3 separate regions of the Pan troglodytes genome follow, and regions 1 and 2 are each linked to region 3. A link is a contact called in public HiChIP or PLAC-seq data. All regions are on one chromosome and are shown on one strand. The core of a region is the stretch at or near the end of the contact, and the rest is flanking DNA. Distances in the headings are between cores, read along the strand shown.

What was found. HiChIP or PLAC-seq counts read pairs in DNA pulled down with a chosen protein or histone mark.
Region 1: a contact with region 3 is called in an H3K4me3 HiChIP or PLAC-seq map of stem cell-derived excitatory neurons, with 7 times the contacts expected there. The contact joins the promoter of ZNF219 here to the promoter of RNASE4 in region 3. A contact is called at or near these places in 1 of 7 Hi-C or Micro-C datasets (stem cell-derived neural progenitor cells) and 1 of 1 datasets of contacts at active chromatin or transcription factors (stem cell-derived excitatory neurons).
Region 2: a contact with region 3 is called in an H3K4me3 HiChIP or PLAC-seq map of stem cell-derived excitatory neurons, with 4 times the contacts expected there. The contact joins the promoter of NDRG2 here to the promoter of RNASE4 in region 3. A contact is called at or near these places in 2 of 7 Hi-C or Micro-C datasets (induced pluripotent stem cells and stem cell-derived neural progenitor cells) and 1 of 1 datasets of contacts at active chromatin or transcription factors (stem cell-derived excitatory neurons).

What each region holds. Positions count from the first base shown.
Region 1 is chr15:19,487,458-19,492,425 of NHGRI_mPanTro3-v2.0_pri, reverse strand. It overlaps ZNF219 (zinc finger protein 219), which reads left to right and starts at 2,548. Exons shown (of 5, transcript XM_063792785.1): 1 at 2,548-2,759. TMEM253 (transmembrane protein 253) reads right to left here. Exons shown (of 8, transcript NM_001246441.1): 6 at 4,755-4,865; 7 at 4,491-4,637; 8 at 3,546-4,131. The coding sequence ends at 4,012. It also overlaps the pseudogene LOC104001964.
Region 2 is chr15:19,407,849-19,412,208 of NHGRI_mPanTro3-v2.0_pri, reverse strand. It overlaps NDRG2 (NDRG family member 2), which reads left to right and starts at 1,630. Exons shown (of 15, transcript NM_001195153.2): 1 at 1,630-1,668; 2 at 3,379-3,459; 3 at 4,203-4,308. The coding sequence starts at 3,385.
Region 3 is chr15:19,137,409-19,142,059 of NHGRI_mPanTro3-v2.0_pri, reverse strand. RNASE4 (ribonuclease A family member 4) reads right to left here and starts at 1,878. Exons shown (of 1, transcript NM_001009107.1): 1 at 1,435-1,878. The coding sequence starts at 1,878. The coding sequence ends at 1,435.

The DNA.
Region 1 (4,968 bases), core at 1,299-3,798, 350 kb before region 3:
GGGGCCCTCCGCCTCCTGCCTCATTGTGAGGCCCAGGTTTCCAGCCAGGCCGAGTGTGCTGCTGCCCTCAGGGGCCCATTGCAGAGGAGGAACTTGGGGAGCGCCCCACACCATGGAGAGGAGAGTGTTTCCCCAACTAAGCCACTGCCAAATGCCATTACCTTAGGAAAGGCACTTTGTGAGACCTCAACCTGGGCAGCCAAGAGGCCACGAGATGGCAGCAGAGGACACATCCCTGGACACAAAACCTGAGCCATCTTGCCAAAAGGCAGATTCAGAAACGGAAAAGAGTTCATTTGTGAAATACTGTCAGTTGTCTATAATCACGTATTAAAAGCCAGAATAAATGACAGAATTTCAAAGAAATGAGGGTAAAATGTATTCACATGGAGAATTTCCCGACCACCAATGTGCCACAGCTGCATATGAAGCCACATATCATGAACTGGATTTCTTTAATGTTTAAAAGAATAGATAGGGGTCACGGTCTTTAAAAACTGACGTCAGCAGAAACCTTGTCAGTTTCTTCTTTCAGTGAAGTTCCCATTCAAGTAAAATGAGTGACCTCCACAGAGGCTGCCAAACTGATGAAGAAAGAGGCAGATACAGTGGTTGCTGGGAATCACTGCAGCAAAGCAGAACGCTGTCGTGGAGCAGCCCGGGACTGTGGCAATAGGCAGTGTGGAGGGGGAATAATGAGGAACACAGGACAAGTCTCAAATAGTCTTTGCTTGCAGCTGGCAGAGGATAATGCACAGGAAAGCGGCATTAGCAGCACTGGAACTAAATCCCAAATCTGACTTCTCATCTACTGCGCCTTCCATTGTTACATATTCCCTCCTCCCCCACTCCTCAGTTGTGACTAACAAATATGTCTCCAGACCTTGCAAAATATCCTCTGGGGAACAAAATGACCTTTCTCTGAGAACCAATGCCCTAGAGGGATATGATGAAAAAGGTTTTATCAGAAAGGTTTTAAGAATTTAATATTTAATCTAAGACTCTTGGACTTTGCAAGGTCTACATGAACTGTAACATATATCCAAAACCTGAATTCCTACTATGTTTATCTAATGCAGACTGATGATTGAAGAACTATAGCTGAACTGGCTCTTGAGTTTCAAGAAATTATCATTTAAACTACTTCTTACCTCTGCAGGCAATTTATTTTCAACCCCTGAAGTGGTTTATAGTTTTAAAGTACTTTTCCTTGTGTGATTTTATTTTAGCCTTGATACTCCAGTAAGGTAGACAGAATAAATATTATTACCATAACCTCCAAGTGCACAAAATGTAGTTCAGAGAGGTTTGACTTGCCCAAGCAACAAAATTAGAATCTAGGTTTCCTGAGTCCCAGTCCTATTATTTTTTTGAGGAAAAATTTCTAGTAAGAACTTAGGGGTTCATGAAACCAAACCAAAGAAGTAGGTATGGGCATAACTGCTGGAACAGATAAATTTCAACTGCTAAGCTGTTCAAAAATCACCACAAATTATTAATTCCATTTCTTTTTTTCTTTTTGAGACAGAGTCTCGCTTTGTCTCCCAGGCTGGAGTGCAGTGGTGCGATCTTGGCTCACTGCAACCTCTGCCTCCTGGGTTCAAGCAATTCTCCTGCCTCAAACTCCCGAGTAGCTGGGATTACAGGCACCCACCACCATGCCGGCCTAATTTTTGTATTTTTAATAGACACGGCCACCATGTTGGTCAAGCTGGTCTCGAACTCCTGACCTCAGGTGATCCACCCGTCTTGGTCTCCCAAAGTGCTGGGATTACAGGCCTGAACCACCGAGCCCGCCCAACTATGTTTCTTTTAATGAAGTATTTCTGCTTCCCCTCTCCTTGCAGGCATTGCCCTTCTGGCCTTCCTTAAGTTGGGTGTGGCTATATGACTTGCTTTGGCCATTGCATGGGTGGAAGTGACATGAATGTATCACTTCAGGGCAGCATTTAAGAGTCCATGAACAATTCTTCATGCTTACTTCACATTCTGAGGCGGGGGGGGGGGGGGGGGGGGGCGGCGGGGCGGGTAACCTTAACCTTCATAGGGACAGGGTAGGATCTCAAAATGGTGGCGCTCCATGAGCTTGGGAGGAAACATTTGCAATGAACAGAACCCCTTGCCAGCCTACTCTGGACACGTAGTATGAGAAATAAACCTTTGTGGTTTTAAGCCACTGTGGTTTTGGCATTTACCACAGCAGAGCCTAGCCTAATCTGACTGATAGAGGTTAATTTCCATGGTCATCAAGCTTCTCTGGAACTAGAATGCAATATCTAATCTGATCACATCACTAAAACCTGGAAAACAGAACAAATTGTTAATTTTCTTCCCTCAGCTTCCTCATCTACCACCACCTTCTGACTTTCAAGAAAATTATTGTTTTCTCGGCCCTGCACACATGAGCTCTCCATTATTCTGGCAATTAGACTGGGGGAGAGGAAGAAATGCAGAAGGCCTAGATCTTTTCTCCATTCCAGAGCCTGATCCCAGAACTGTCCCCACCCACTAGTACTCACACTTAACCTTGTCATAGGAAGATTATTACCACTCTTCCATGGTGTCACAAACAGAAAAGAGCTGCAGCGGACGCCACTGCAATGTCAAGGCAAGGCAGCCAGGCCGCGCTCTATCCTCACTGGTGCCTGGCCCTGGCTAGGCCGGGAGAAGCAGCATTCTCTAGGGAAAGAAGCCTTCTCAAGTGGGAACAAAAATGAGTGTGAGGCGAGCAGCCATCCCGGGCACTATGTGAATTTGGGGTGAGTTCTCTTGGTACTCCAGCTGTGGTCAATTTCTAGTTTCTAGCGGCCAGCAAGCTGCCCAGCTGCTGCTGCTAGTGGGACTCCCAGTTCTCCCGGGCTTTTCCCAAGCCCAAGCGAGCCTGTCATCTTTGCACACTTGCAAAGGTCGTCAACGGTGGGGGTGAACGCAGCCAGAACTTCAGCAACCCGACCGCAGCCGAGATCAAAGGTCGGCGGGTCAGCCCAGAGGCCAAGCCTGCGCAGTCCCGCTCCCGCGTTGGAGATAAAGGGTGGCGGCAGCGCGGGCTCGTTACACCGGCGTGCTCGCAAGAGGCGGGAAAGCGTTAGGGAGAGACGCGGGTCGCAGCGTCCCTCCCTCTGCCTGCCCTATCTACCCGCCTGCCCAGCGAGCCTGTCCATCTTCAGCGCCCAGGCCCTAGGGGAGGGGACGAGAAAGGCCCCGCGCTTCTGACTCATCATCTCCAACCCCTTTCTCGCGCGCGCTCCAAGTCTCAGGACTTCGGACCTGGGCCCTCCTGCGAGGGGGTGCGGCGACAGCATCTGGGAAGCCCCAGCTCTGCCAAGCGTCAGCTCCGAGCCCTCGCCAGTCTCTGAAGCTGCCAGCGCAGGGCTGGGGACCCAGATCCAGCTCTCTATTGCAGTGGCTGGGGGAGCGGCACGCCAGTGCAGGACCGCCCGCCCGGCTCCTCCCCGAACGCGGGGCCAGTGGTCGCGTCCGAGAAAGCGCCAGGCTAGGCCCCGACTTCCCCGCCTCGCGTCACTCAGCACATCCAACAGCGCCCCTACCGCGGAGAGAAGGCTCTTTATTTCCTAGCCGGTCACGGGCTAGCGGGGCATCCTGGGACTTGTAGTCTCCGCTACAGTAGAAAGGAGATGGATCGAAAGGGGAACTGGGGCACTCCTGAATTGGATTCAGGGAGTTGGCGTGTGCAGGGTCCGGGATTTGGAGTGGATGGGATTATGAAAGGTGGACAGAAAAGAAAAGTGCGATGAGGCAAATGTGAAGCTGTATGGGGAGGTGACAGGAAGAGAGGATATGGATGGAAGGGAGAAAGCAGCTTTTCAGGGTGGTGAGGTGAGAATATATTCTCGTCCAGGTGTATCTTCCCCTAACAAGGAAGGAACGAAAAAAGGGCCTGCTCTGAGTGAAAACTGAAGGCACTCCCGGACTTCCTATTGGACTCGAAGGATCCCAGCAAGCTTCTGAGTTTGGTGGGGTGGGATGCAGGAATGTCTGGAGAGCATTCTCTCAGGGTGGAAGGAGAGCAGCACGTGTCTGTTCCCGCTGTCCCGCCCTCTCATTTGCTCCTGTGCTGGCCACCGTGGGACCATTCTCCAAACCAGGAACCTCTTCCAACTCAGAGAAGCCCTGAAAACCAGAGACAGGTGTGAGCAAATTGTAGAGGTGAGAAAGGAGAAACCCCAGACAGAAACAACTGCTTCCTCCTGCCCAATTTTTTATCCTGTTTCCCATAGTCCTGCCAATATTTAGGCAGCTTCCTAATGCTTTCCCACTCTTTTAACCTCAATCATTTGGATTCCCAATTCCCTCTTACCCACCATTAGGGGAGAAATGTTCAAAGCCAGAGAAAGCCAATCAGTTTCATTCTAGGACCTCTTCTTTTCTCTCCTGCCCCATTGTTTTCCCTTAAGTGCCACTGACCAGGATAGCCAGTGGAAAAATTAGTTGGCAGCTAGCTATTCGTGCTTTCTTCCCTTCCCCCATACCTCCTGCAGCTCTTGATAGTGCAGACTCTGGCTCCTGCAGCATCCTGGTTTCCTCTGGCTCAGCAAGAATAGGGCGTGCACTGAGACCAGCACTCCCCCTAGGGTGAAGGCCTCAGCACTGAGTTCCAGCACCAGCAAGCCGGCATGCTGCAGGTAGACAGGGCTGAGAATGCAGGGACCCCGCACCTGTTTGCCCCTGCCCTTTTCCCTTCCCACCTCCTCTTGCCTCCTTATCCTCCCACCTTCTCCTTCATTGACCAGTACCTGGGAGGAGGCAGTTGGGGCAGGCCCCAAGGCTGTCTTCATCACCTCGACCACCACCACGATGAAACCCAAGATCAAGTTGAAGGTGTTGAATATCATCATGGCCCGCACCTGCCAGTGAGCCAGCTCAGCCCTGCCCAGCCTAGGGGAGTCATTCCAATCTCAATCCCCACTTGCAGCCTAGCTGAAGACAAAACTCAGCTTCTGCTTCTCA
Region 2 (4,360 bases), core at 381-2,880, 270 kb before region 3:
GGGAGCTCCTTAGATTTGGGGTTGTTGAAGGCTGGGTTTTAGCCCGACCAGTTTTCCTACTGTGGGTCACCTCCTCCCTCTTGGCCTCTCCTTCTTTCCAGTAGACCCTGCCAAGTGGGGATGAAAGGGGCATTGATGTTCCTTGGATGGGAGGGGTATTGCGGGTGGTGAGGGTGGTGGTGGGAGGGTGGTTCCCAGGCAGGAGGGGGCAGGGAAACTTGGGGGTCTTGGGGGGGCAGTCGGTGCTGGTGTTGCAGTTGGCAGCTCAAGTTCCATTGGCCATTGTTCCTGACTGGCCTGGCGCCCAGCCCCCGAAATGGCAACTCAGGAACCAGTCTGAAGGGGGTTGGGGTGGATATGATCCTGGGATTGGGGGAGCTACAAGGGGGGTAGGTGGGGAGAAATTCAGTCAGGCTTCCTTTTGCCTAAACGACTTCGAATTCCCTTAAGCCACATTATCTAATCAACTAACTCATTCCAGGGAGCCTTCCTCTGAGGGGCACAAGGAGAGCTCATTCCAGGGTGTGTGTGTGTGCGTGTGCGTGTGTGTAAAGTCTACAGTGGCAAACCCACTCGGGCACCGAGAGGGACGCGGCAGACCCTGAGACCATCCCCTGGGCATTGCGATTCAGCGGGCCTGAGCTGGTCTCCTTTTCTGGGCCGGACTGGGAGGGGTTAGCGGCGAAGCCACAGGGTCTCTTGGGTCCCAGCCCGGGACACTGCGTCCTCCCCAAGCCCCTACTCCACCCCCGCAGGGTTAACTCCGCCCCTGCGCCTGTTTACCCAGGAGTCAGAGCCTCTGGGGGTCCCTGGCCCCTCCCCCGCGCCCCTTGAGGCATTGACCCCAGAGTCCCTGTTGGCCATCCTCTCCCCATCCCCCGCCCGCCCGCGATCGCCCTCTATTTATAGCGGCCCCCCGCATTCCCCGCCCCCACCTCCCCGCCTTGTTGTCCAACTTCTCCCGGAGCAGCCGGAGAGCAGGCGTCGGGACGCAGCAAAGAGAGGAGAGGTACCAGGACTGTGGGCACGAGGGAGTCGGAACTCCTGCGCCCTCGACGTTCCCCCGTGCCCCCTTTCGGCGCCAGCACACCTGCCCTTGCCAGCCGGCGAGACCCCCGCCTCCTCAGCGGCGGTCCCGCCCACCTCCTCCTTTCTTAATCTAGTTCTCTGTGTTCGGGCGGGGGGAGTCGAACTCGTGGGGTGTCAGTATCCCGGGTTCGTCTCCCCACTACCGGTTCCCACCACTGAGTCTGGGGGCGAAGGAAGGAGCCAGAGTGCGAATTGCAGATCCAGGTCGTGGATGGGGGCGGTGCTGAGGGCAGCCGAGGGATCCCTCGCAGGGCTGAGGGATCCCCGCACTCCCCGCACTCCCCACACCGCCCCAATGCGGGGAGGGGGTGGTGGAATGTTTTGGTGAACCGAGCAGAGCCTGGAAGCGTCCAGCCGCCCGCCCCTCGCCCCCCGGCCCCAGCACAACCCTTTCCTGAGCGGCAGTCTGGGCGGGGTGAAAGGGGGGGCGTGTTTACCGGGGGTCTGGGGCGGGTCTGCGGGGAGCCTAGCGCCCGTGGGCGGGCTGGGGCGGGCCGGGGGCGGGTCTGCGGGAAGCCCGAGCCGGGGCGGGCCCGAGTCAAAGGCAAGTGAAGGTGGAAGCGGCCGCGGCGGCAGCAGGTAGGGGGAGGGGCAGGCGAGGGGCCGTAGGGCCTGGAAGGCGCCAGCCGGGCCGGTGGGCGGTGTGATTGATCCGCGTCCCCTGGAGCTGGAGGCTCGGGGGAAAGGGCCAGCACGGAGGGGGCGCTCGGTTGCTGCGCACAAAGGCTGAGGCTCCAAGAGCGGCAGGGCGTGTTTGGGATGCGCGCGAGGTTGTGTGCAAGGTCCGGGGCGCTTGGCACCGGCCACGCAAGGGTGTCAGTCTCCACGCGGACGGGCTGCGTAGGGACTCGTAGGGACGGGTTCCGGGTGCTGGGCCCGGCCGGTCTCCTCTGTCCTACCCATCCCTTCCCGATGGCGCTTGCCTTCGCGGGCCGTCGGGGGAGAACGGGAGAAGATTGTGGGACCGCTCTCCTCTCCCTTTCTCCACTCGTGGGACCTACACGGAGACTGAGTAAAGGAGAGAAGCGACGGCACCAATCTTTGTGTTTGTTTTTAAATTGTGGAGGGAAACAGCCATGCTCTGCTACCCTCCTCTTACTGGAGAGCTGTCAAAAATTTTGGGGATCCCCTATTCCCCCGCGTTTAGTCCCCCCTGCAGATAGAAAATTGAGGCCAAATGTAGTAACTAACTGGGGCAAGGTCACACTGGGAGTGGCAGAGCCGGGATTCGAATCCGGAGGTTCTGACAGGGCCACCCTCTTACCTCCACATCAGCACTTCCTTCTCTCCTCCGGGCAGCCTGAACTGATGCCCTTGTAGCCTATATTGATTCCGGCTCGAGCCTAGAGAGGACGTGTTCTCTGGACTTAGGGGTAGACAGACACTGGGGAGGGTTAGTGACCCGAGGAGGTTGATGACCCTGGGAGTCTGGGTCTTGGCTGAGGCTTTCCGTCCCTAAAAGACCCCAGGTCTGTCTCCCATGTCATTCACCTCGTTGCTGTGTTTTCTCAGACCCCAGAGTCAGAAGGAGTGAGAACCCTGACCCCTAATCCCACTGCATCCAGCCAATAGGAGCCCAGTAAGTGACCCCACCCCGCAGGCTGCAGGCTCCTTCCTGTGCAGGTCTGTCCAGGTGCTCTGCTCCTCACCCACTAATGTTGAACTTGCGGAGTTTATTCAGAGTTGGGAGGAAGAGTCTTGGGAGGAAGGGAGGCATTGGGTTGGTTGGACAGATGTCCCTTTTATGTTGTTTTCCCCACCTCCCCCATTGGTCATGTTGCTTTGGTCATTTTTAGCCCCCTTTGAGCTGCCGACTTTGGGGCTTTAATTGAAGGTCATGGTCAATTGTGAACTCTCACAGTCCCGTCTTTTGGTACCCTGTCCTTTAGAATACTCAGTCACTGAGCTACAAGTTTCACTCCCTACCTGAGAGTGTGGGGTGGCCCCTAAATATAGCCTGAGAAATCTGAGCTACACTTCTGCCCCACCCTGGTATTTTGGTCCAGGGCAGAGGAGGGAGGGGGTCTGGAGGTGTGGGTGTTGAGGGTGGCAGTGGGGATGGTGAGTATCAAGAGAAGGGCTGTCCTGATTCCTCTTCCAAAGCTTCCACCGATCAGCCTGGAAACGGAGCTGGGGGCAGGAAAGGCCCTCTGTGTGTTCTAGAGTAGTCTTCAACCCCTGGGTCCCTCTGTTCCCTGCGTCTTCCTGTGCTGAGAGAGGAAGCCTGGTGTTTGAGGAGATGTGGGGATGTAGAGACAACTTCCCAGTCTCATTTCCTCATCCTGCCAGGCCACCATGGCGGAGCTGCAGGAGGTGCAGATCACAGAGGAGAAGCCACTGTTGCCAGGACAGACGCCTGAGGCGGCCAAGGTTATTAGAGACCGTTTGACTCCCATGCCCAAATTCCAGACCTCTAAGCATCCCCCTTGCCTTCTAACTTCCCAAGCCTACTGATCTTATTCTAACTCACACCACTGCTTCACCACTACCCTAGTCTCTCTCCCCATACACTATAATTGGGAGTCAGGACCTTGTCTCGTCACTACACTAAACTTCATCCTTTCCGTGTCTCTCTTTGTCAATCTCTTTCTGTCTTTGGTCATTTGTTGGTCTGTCTTTACTTGCCTCTCTTTGTCTGTTTGTCTCTCCATCTGGGACGCCACATGGTCATGTGTTTCTGTGTGAATCCGTGTGTGTCTCTCCAGGAGGCTGAGTTAGCTGCCCGAATCCTCCTGGACCAGGGACAGGTAACAGTATGGGGGCAGTCCCAAGGTGGGAGGAGGGCCTGTCCTCTTCCCCAGTAGAAGGATGGCCTCTGCTTGGCCCTCTCTTCTCTCTTTGCTTTCTTTCCTTCTATTCTAGTCCTTTCCCTTCCCTATCTCTCCCCTCTCCTTCCTTCCCCTCCTCTTCTCTCTCTAATCTTCATTATTCTTTCTTATCCTCAAACTCATCTTCCAGTATCATGTTTTCCTCAATTCTTGCTGATCCTGTTTTTGATTCTTTGTTCCCTTTTCCCCCTTGCCCACCCACTCCCAGCTCCCTGACCTTGGTGTTGCTCCTTTTCTGGCCTCGTCTCCTCTGAGCCTAGCTCTTGGTGCCCTGTTTTCCTGCAGACTCACTCTGTGGAGACACCATACGGCTCTGTCACTTTCACTGTCTATGGCACCCCCAAACCCAAACGCCCAGCGATCCTTACCTACCACGATGTGGGACTCAACTGTAAGGACCTTCATTCATCTCCCACTCCTGTCTGGGAAGAGGCTGTGGGGGA
Region 3 (4,651 bases), core at 629-3,128:
ACGTCCATGTGAAGAGACCACCAAACAGGCTTTGTGTGAGCAATAAAGCTTTTTAATCACCTGGGTGCAGGCAGACTGAGTCCAAAAAAGGAGTCAGCAAAGGGAGATAGGGGTGGGGCAGTTTTATAGGATTTGGGTTGGTAGTGGAAAATTACAGTCAAAGTGGGTTATCCTCTTGCGGGCAGGGGCGGGAGTCACAAGGTGCTCTGGTGGGGAGCTCCTGAGTCTCATTGTCCGGGAGAAGGAATGTCACAAGGCTAATTGATCAGTTAAGGTGGGGCAGGAACAAATCACAGTGGTGGAATGTCATCAGTTAAAGCAGGAACTGGCTATTTTCACTTCTTTTGTGGTTCTTCAGTTGTTTCAGGCCATCTGGATGTATATGTGCAGGCTTGGGATCAGAGGCCTGACAGCTCCCTAATTTGCTTCTAAATATTCTAAGGGAGAAGGAAGAGCTGTGAGAATTGTCTTTGAGAGGAATCATTCTCTCTGGAGTAAATGAGACAAATCTTCTGTGTTGTGGTCATGGATCTGATAGTTATTAGTCTTTGACCAGAGTTTATGAGGTTATTAAGGTGCATGCATGTTTATAAACTAGAGAAGAATTTAAAAATCGGAGAAAAAGAAATAATACCATAGCACAGTCTTCTCAGGTACCTTCAGTTTAAGTCCTTTATTACAAGGAAAACATAAAAAATCTTTCAATCAGTAAGAGCACATAAGTCTTAATGATCTAGTACATTTTTTAGTACTTTGACTTACTAGGGTGATTCAAAGTTTCAGGAAAAAGAAAATTCCCAGTATCATTTTCTTAATCTTATTCAACCCAAACATAAGAATGCCAAAAAATACAGAGCTCACATTTTGCTGGCATACATTTCCAAATTTTTAATGCCTCCCTGACAGGTGAATTTTAAGGATAAAAAAAGCAGACACTTTCAAAACATTCCTTGTGATGAAGTAGAAAAAGCCCTGGATAAGTGGCCAGCTACACTGGATTTTTGTCTCAATTCTTCCATTAACTTTATAGTCTTCAGCAAATCCCTTAACTTTGAGCTTCTATATGTAGTGACATCATTATAAGTGCTGTGGTATTAAAATGTGATAAACATAGATGAAAGCATTTTGAAATGTTTGAAATACTACATAAATATACATAATAACTAAATTCCACAGGATAGGATCTGAGAGAGCTAAGCTGACCAGTATTATAAAAGGAAGCTTATTACAGAAAAGCCCAGCCTCATTCATTATAGGTTTATGTCTCCATTTCTCTTTGGTGCAATGTATTTAATAGAATGAGTTATATAGAGAAAAAGAGTAAGAAATGAGCTGAGGAGACAGAGCCTGGGACAGCTCAAATGCATTACTCACTGCTATTTAAGGAGTTAAGTGTAAGGTCAACCACTCGCGATAATCCCTACACGGTGGCATCTAACCGTCAAAGTGCACAGGCACCTGTGGGTTACCCTCACAGGCAATGACAACACGTCTAGTGCTCGCCATGGCCCGATATCTGCAGTTGGGTGCCCTGGAACTTCCTGTGTCCCTGCAATCTGTGACCTTCACTACACCCTCATGGCAGTTCATCTTGCCGTTCTTGCATTGGATATTGGTGGTGCTGCAGATACTACGAATGTTCCAGATATCTTCATGGATGAAGGTGTTGAAGCGCTTGCAGTGATACAAAGTCATCTTCCGTCTTTGCATCATCAAGTTGCAGTAGCGATCACTGCCACCTGTCTCCTCAGGGTGCACGTGTTGCCGCAGGAATCGCTGGTACATGCCATCCTGGCCATAGGAGGGCTGGACCAGCCCCAGCCCCAGCAGGGTCAGCAGCAAAAGCAGAAGCAATGAATGGGTCCTCTGCAGAGCCATCAGTATCTTAGAGGTGCCTAGAAAAGAAAGCAAGGGGCAGGAGAAATAAGGTAAGAACTGGGCACTGGAAAAAGGTGTTGAGAATAGTAAGCTGGCATCCTGACTCCATAGTCTCCTCTTTCCTCCTTCTTATATGCACCATCTCCCCACTCATCTCTGCTACTTTTCCCACCCTTGCTTCCTCAAGAGTGAGTAGTTTGCAAACATGATCTTTTCTGAAAGCAAGACCTTTCTCATTTACAGAGAGAAGTTGCTGTAGCCAGTACAATGACACAGGGCAGGGACTGACTGCGTGGCTGCCAGGCTTGTGTGGTCAGAGTATAAAAAGAGAGAAAAAGGTGAACCTACATGAAACTGCAGTTGTGTGTCTCTTGGGGGAATTCCGTAGGTGTATGATCTTTGGGGAGTGTTTGGTTCCCGGGAGGCTCCAATTCCCGACAGTTTGGATGGACTCAGGATAAGTCACAGAAAGTTTACAAACTACTTTTAATACCTTACATCTGGGAATCTAGGTGGAGGAAGAGGACAGAGGAATATTTAGGCTTTGCCTTTCCTCTCATATGACTTGTTTTTCTTTGTCATTAATTTTATTATTTTTCTTTTCTTTTTGGTCATGTGGCTATTATTCTAATTTGATTTAAAATCTATTCTAATTCTAGAATAATATATGTTATACATTAATTTAAAATGTATTATTCTAATTCTAATGTAAAATCAGGTCCTTTTGGAAATCCTTTTACTTCTATTTAAAAAAAAAAAGCAAAACCAGAGTACCCAGATACAGTTCTTAGAAGACAGTTGATAATAGCTACTGTTTGAATGAACTAATAAGTGAAATGAGTAAGCTAATGAACAAATGCAATTAAATGGATAGAGTAAAGGTGTTTCCCAGGCTTATGAAATTGACTAATAAGAGAAGCTAAGAAATGTTTAAAAAATAAATTTAAACAGCACAATATCCTCAAAAGAAAACTTGGATTGTGTCTTCTTCTCCTTGCTGTTTCTATGAATAACCTAAAAAATCTAGGCCATGGAGATACATTGCTTTGTCTTGCATCTATTCTTGATGTTCCTCCTGTCTTGTCAATAGTTGTTGGTAGCTGTCTGTCTTCTCTGGTTGCAGCATCATTGTGTTGTCACCTCTTGGCAATGAAAAATAAGCATATATTTTATAGCATTAAAAAAAAGCCAGAGCAGCAACAAAAAAAGCATTGCCATGTAGTTTCAGAACATTCATTGCTTTCGTTGACAGATTAAAGAAAGGAATCCAGGCCTATCTTAGTCTACACCCTGTGGTCTTTCCACTATCCTCTACTGCCTCTCTCATCCCACGCCCCAAATATTCAGGATATCAAAGACATTTATGCTCAGAATTGCTACTTCCCAGCAGCAGAGTTTAATCAAGATTGGAGGTGGACTCACTCACCAACTGACTAGCCAGATGCTGCCATCTGGCCGTCACTCCTGGAATTGATGTGAATTGTAAATCGGCTTGATTCTTGCAGTGTAGCAGGGCTGATTCACTACAGCAAAGAAAAATCATCCCTGATTCAATAGGAAGTGAGCAACGCAAATTAGCAAGGGCAATGTTTTGAGAGTCAGGCAGCCCAACTCTGTATGTGCCGTCCAAGGACTGACCCCAGTTGAGCTCCTAGTTTGATGTATATGGGTACTATTGTCTTTTGATTTCAAATTCTCCTTCGTAATGGTGGATCACACTGTGTGAATGACTGAAATGGCTTCCAAACGACCTGTACCTTACTTTGTTCTGCTGAAAGGCTACCTTTTCATTATTGATAATGAAAGCAGTATCAAACATGGATATTGTTCTTTTAAATGCCATCTCCTATATCCATAGCCATCTTTTGCCTTTGCACATAAAGATATCAAGCTGTATGTCATATCTGTGTGCCTGCAGCTGTAGATGTGAGATACAGTGTTAGGAAGAGAGGGAAGTAAAGAGATTGTGGGAGGAAGGGCAGATGTTTGATTTCCTTTTTGCCCCAAGAACAATGCATACAACTTCTGAAGGTATACTTAGTACTTGGATTATAGCTTCAGCAGATCAATATACTTTGGTTTGCTTTTCCGGTGGCACCTCGAGTTTCCATGGTTTTATCTACTTTCTCTCATCCTGATTCTTTGTGACCAAAAATATGGTTTAGCAAGATAACTAGCTACAGAGAAAACCTCACCTATGCATGCGAGAGCAGACCCAGGACGTCAGCTTTTCTACACTACTCAAGTAAACAAGACATAGAGAAATATTTGAGGACAGCAGGCCAGTGTGGATACCAATGGGTGCATCTCAAAGCTGTAGCTACAAGAGAAAATTGAATGATCTCCACATCATCCCAACACACACTTTTGGGTCAGGATTTTCCCCAAACGCTTTCTCCATTGCACCACCCTGACTCACAGTAAGAACTTCTTTTGACACTGTGGTCTAAAAGACTGAGGCTGTGACCATGAGAAAATTACTTAATCTCTCTCAGCAGATTTCCTCATAAGCAAAATGAGCATGTAATACCTACCTCTTAGGGATGTTATGAAAAGAAAATCAATCTAAGTGCCTATAACAAGGCCTAGCACATGGTAAATGCTCAGTAAATGTTGGCAATTGCTGCATTTTTTTTTTTTACCACTTCCATTTTTCTTGGTTTCCTCTGCTTCTGTCAATCTGGATAAAATAATGAATGACTACAGAGTTGCATATATTATTGACTCCTCTTTATTTCGTAGAGCTAACTGTATTCTCAAGATATTGGAAGTC